Linked DNA regions of Gossypium arboreum: region 2 is linked to region 1. The links are chromatin contacts, called in public Hi-C maps. All regions are on one chromosome and are shown on one strand. Each heading gives the region's core, a stretch centred on a gene start, on an enhancer-like site or on the middle of the called end of the contact. The rest is flanking DNA. Distances are from core to core; before and after follow the strand shown.

Region 1 (2,700 bases), core at 133-2,632:
TTAGCCAAAACCATCCCTCTCTGAATATCGGCCTTTTGAACACCTCTAAGTAACAACCCAACATTATCACCAGCCATGGCGTCATCTAATGTCTTTTGAAACATTTCCACACCAGTAACTGTTACGTTCCTTGTATCCTTCAATCCAACAATGTCAACAGTCTCTCCAACCTTAACAGTACCTCTCTCGATACGACCAGTGGCAACAGTACCACGACCCGTGATGGAAAACACATCCTCAACAGCTAACAAGAAAGGCAAATCTGTTTGTCTTTGAGGAACAGGAATGTAACTATCAACAGCATCCATAAGTTCATAAATCTTATCCACCCATTGGTTTTCACCTCTAGGAATACTGGGCTTAGCCATCAAAGCTTCTAAAGCTAAAAGTGCGGAGCCAGAAATAATAGGGACATCATCACCGGGAAATTCGTAACTAGAAAGCAATTCACGCACCTCCAATTCCACTAATTGCAAAAGCTCTTCATCATCTACCTGGTCTTGTTTGTTCAAAAACACAACCACGTTAGGGACACCGACCTGTTTAGCCAACAAGATATGTTCTTTAGTCTGAGGCATGGGTCCATCGGCTCCGGAAACAACCAAGATAGCACCGTCCATTTGGGCAGCTCCGGTAATCATGTTTTTGACATAATCAGCGTGCCCTGGGCAGTCGACGTGGGCGTAATGGCGATTTTCGGTTTCGTATTCAACAGTGGCGGTGTTAATGGTGATGCCACGGGCACGCTCTTCAGGGGCGGCATCAATTTCGTCGTACTTTTTTGGGGCACTGTTACCCATGGAAGCTAAGGCCATAGTTAGAGCGGCAGTTAAGGTGGTTTTGCCGTGGTCGACATGGCCGATGGTCCCGATGTTAACGTGGGGCTTTTTGCGTTCGAATTTCCCACGGGCAGCTTTGACGGTGAAAGAATCGCGACGGCGAGGGAATACGTAAGTGGTGGCAACGGTAGTGAGGAAAGGAGGGAGGAAGGAAGAGGAGAGGTGGGTAGGGGTTAGTTTAGAGGGAATTGAGGAGAAAAAGGCAGAGGTGGTGGTTGAGGAGTGAGTTGGGAAAGGGGAGGCGTGTGGGTATCTAAGCTTAGAAGAAGCGGCAGTGGCTGCTGCTGTTGATGAAATTGCCATTTCCTTGTAGAGGAGAGGAGAAGAGAGGAAAGGAGGGTTTTGGCCTTTGGCTTTGGAAAATGAAGAAGAGAAGGTAAAAGAGATTTGGGTTTGTGTTATCTTATTCCTCTGTGGCTTTGAGGATGAGGGTTTGTGAAATGGACGGACTAAAAAGAAAGGCTAATATGAGGAGTTGTTTTATCCACTTCTGCTTCCTCTGCCATATCCACTGCTCCCTCCCTCGCTCTCTCGGGGTACTATTGAAATTTCCTCTTCCTATGCTCACTTACTACCCAGCAGGCCCATCATCCCATCCCCACAAATCACTATTACTTCTTTAGGCCTAAAAATTGGGCTTCCTATCTTGAAGTTCTATACTACTATATTTCAATAAGTTTACAGGTTTTTTTTAAAAATAAAAAATGTATTAATTTTTATTAAATGTAAGTATATATAAAATTATCAGAAAACTGTATGAAATTCAAGTATTAAACCTAAATAATAGTGCTTATTCCACTTTCAAATGTTCATATTTGGTTAAATTACCTCTATAAATTTTAAAAATAAAATTATACATAAATTTTAATTTGTGCGATTATATATGTGAAACTTTGAATGTGGTTCAAATATATAAATAAAATTTTCATTTTGATTCAATTATACACATTTAAATAAATAAATACATTAAAGTATTTTAATATTGGATAAATGTAATTATTTGTGTATGCTATATATAAACATAATATGATGTTTTACCAATAATTATATTAATAATTTATAAGAATTAAATTAAATTAAAATATTATATATAAAATCACATAAAATTAAAATTTATATAAAATTATATATTAAACTAAAATCTACTTATAATTTTGAGATTTAATCCAATTATTTAAACCAAATGCTAGAGAACATTAAATTACTGACTCCTAACTCTAAGGCCCTTCAATACAAGGACCCGTCAAATAGTTCAAAGGAGTGTGTTTTCCTTGAAGGTTTAGGGTTGGGGTAATGCTTAGAACAGGGCTAGGAATATGGTCTTTTTGACCAAACAAATATTATGGTTTAGATTGTCTGAGGACATGAAAGATCCATGATAAGACAACCCACCCAAACCTACAAAGACAACCCCAGCCCTTATCGTGCCACGTCTCTGATTCAGGTTCTCAACTTTCCCCTAAAACTTCAGTGGTCTACAAATCCCCCCTTTCTTTATCTTCAATAAATAGTAGATCTATTTTACAAAAATTAAATAAAATAGTGGATAATATTCTAAAAAGTAAATAAATAAACGGTAGATAAAAAGGGTATGAGCAAAATTTTATTAATATAAATATAAAAATATGGAAAGAAATTCAATTAAATTAGTGTAAAATTTAAGTGATTTTATGTATTTTTAATTTTTATATTATTAATATTTTATCAATTCAGTCCTTGAATTTGACAATATGTTTTTATTGGTCATGCATGTAAAATTTTGAATCAATTTAATATTTCTATTATATCAATTTAAAATGTTGTTTATATTAATATATATTTAATTGTTGGAGACAAACCTAGTTTAAGCAATGAACAAGTA
Region 2 (2,700 bases), core at 72-2,571, 400 kb after region 1:
TTTAAAAGTGTTTAATTTTTTTAAAAAGTAATTAAGTATATTTTTTTGTTTTTTATTTTTTGCACACAATGTATATTTGAACTTTCAAAATGCATAAAAATACCCTCAAACTTTTTAAGAAAAGCAATTAAGCTCCTAAATTTTTCATCCAATTAGGTACTTAAACTGTTAAATGCTTCAAAAATACCATTTGACCATTAACTTTAACAGTTGATCGTTAAATTTAATTACCCCTTATCTTTTTTAGTCAAAGCCACTTGTGTAACAACCATGGCGTGGCATGTGACAAAAAAATTATAAAAAATAAAAATCAATAAAATTTATAAAATATTTAATTTTAATAAAAATATTTAGAATTTATTAAAATTAGGATTGTTTTATAAATACCATAAAATTATAAAATGCATAAAAAAGACCTTTAACTATTAACTTTAACCGTTAAAGATAACAGCTTCTTGTTTTTTTTAATTAAAGTTACCATATATCGCAACACGGCATGACATGCTTTTTAGTACGATAATTTTTATAAGTCTTTTTCAATTTTATATTTCTTTATTTTTATAATTTTGTTATGACTTTATAAAATTTTATAATTTTTTCTATATTTCTATATATTTTACAATTTTTACAACTTTTATAAAATTTTAAAATTCTTTATAAATTCTTTTACGATTTTATAATTATTCTAGTTATTCTAATTTTTAAATATTTTAATTAAAATTTAATATTTTTATAAATTTTCATTGATTTTTATTTTTATCATTTTTGTTACATGTCCTATTGAGGTTGTGACATGTGGTGACTTTATTTGAAAAAATTAGGAGTAGTTAAAATACCCAATTGAGTGAAAAAGGACTTAATTATATTTTTAAAAAGTTTAAAGGTTTTTTATGTATTTTAAAAATTTAAGTACCTAATTAAATGTAAAATAAAAAAGTAGGGACTTATTTATTTTTTAAAAATTTAAACTTTTTATATATTTTAAAAGTTTAAATATTCAAATACAAGTGTAAAAGAAAAAAACAAAGCTTAATGATTTAGTTTTTGAAAAAGGATACAAGGAAATTTGATATATTTAAAAAATCCAACCGCAGCCGACAGAATTTTGTCATGTTTGTTTTAAAATATCTAGCTAAAAGACAAAGGGCCATATCGTATCAATTTTATTGTTTTCAACTGTAACCCGATTTGTGTTACCTCGTGAACACAACTTGTCCCTAATTATTCCAATGAGGCTTGGCCCTTAAAAGCCTAGTTAGGACCAATTACATCACGTATGCGAGAATTACGCACATGCACATGCGGTAACAATTATCCCTATAAATTGCTGGCCTTTGCCTCCACCATTTTCATCATTCCAGTTGCTCTCATTTTTCTTTGGAAACAAAAAACAAAAAATAGAAAAAATAAAGAGCAAGAGATATGGCAAGCACATTCTCTTATAATTCTTTTGGATTCCTTCTCATTCTTGTCGCCTTTAGTTCCTTGATAAATATAAGTTCAGCTGGTAGGCAAATTGCCCCTAAAACTAGCATTGAGTTTATCAGAACATCTTGTAGTTCAACGACTTACCCTAAACTTTGTTACGAATCTCTCTTAACACAGGCTAGCATGATCCAAACAAGCCCCCAACTCATCGCCCATGCAGCCCTAAACGTGACCCTTTCAACCGCCAAGTCAACCTCGGCCATGATGGTGAAGCTTGCCAAAAGCCAAGGATTGAAGCCTACAGAGGTGGGCGCCATGCAAGATTGCGTGGAGGAATTGGAGGACACGATAGATGAGCTGAGAAAGTCAATCAGCGAGATGGGTCAGATTAAAGGCTCCAATTTTGGACTAATGATTAACGATATACAGACATGGGTTAGCGCTGCTTTGACGGATGAGAACACCTGCGCCGACGGGTTTGGAGGGAAAAACATGAACGGCAGTATAAAGACTGCTGTGAGATCCAAGATTGTCACAATCGCTCATTTGACAAGTAATGCCTTGGCTTTGGTCAACAGCTATGCTTCATTTCATGGTTAGCTATTTAATCAACTGTACAGGGGAAATTTAGTCATTATTTACGGTAGCAATTGTATTTATGGATTTTTAGAAACTACTTCTGTTTTCCTGGTAAATGTAAAATATATATGTGGTCCAAAGAAGGGAATGGAGATGTGTGTGTGTCTGTGTGTGATCTTGGTGTCTTAATGAAAATGAACGGAGTGATCTATATTATGCGCACACGTTGTATCTGTACAATAAATTGCTTTTTGTGAACATAGTAAAAGTAAAGTTGATGAAGCCTCTGTTGCAGCATACAAGCAGAGGTTTTAGTTTGTTACAAGTACATCTGGTCTTGATTTTGTATAGACATAGTAGTATTATTTTGATCTCATATTTTTGTAACTCATTTAAGACTACTTAATAACTTTACTAAATGCAAATTTTGTTTCAAACGTCAAGATTAATTTGGTATTCAAAAATATCTTGTACTTGAAATTACGAGTATTTTCGATATTAATATATTCGAGCACTCAACTTCCACTTCAAATTCTGGGCCTTAGTCCCTACCCAATGTTGATTGCCTACCCCGTACTTAGTTGCATACTTTCTTGGTTTAATTATTAGAATAAATATCTATCATTAGTTTATTAGTTGTTTTTTCTTCAGTAAAAATATGCTCGCACTCTACTCGATTGTTGGATCTAAATA

What was found. A called contact is a pair of places that touch in the nucleus more often than the background predicts.
Region 2: a Hi-C map of leaf shows a contact between it and region 1, with 1.7 times the contacts expected there. The contact joins the promoter of LOC108480940 here to the promoter of LOC108483120 in region 1. A contact is called at or near these places in 2 of 5 Hi-C or Micro-C datasets (both in leaf).

Annotation. Positions count from the first base shown.
Region 1 is chr1:13,839,933-13,842,632 of ASM2569848v2, forward strand. It overlaps LOC108483120 (elongation factor Tu, chloroplastic), which reads right to left and starts at 1,383. Exons shown (of 1, transcript XM_017786340.2): 1 at 1-1,383. The coding sequence starts at 1,142.
Region 2 is chr1:14,235,323-14,238,022 of ASM2569848v2, forward strand. LOC108480940 (21 kDa protein-like) reads left to right here and starts at 1,322. Exons shown (of 1, transcript XM_017784089.2): 1 at 1,322-2,332. The coding sequence starts at 1,423. The coding sequence ends at 2,028.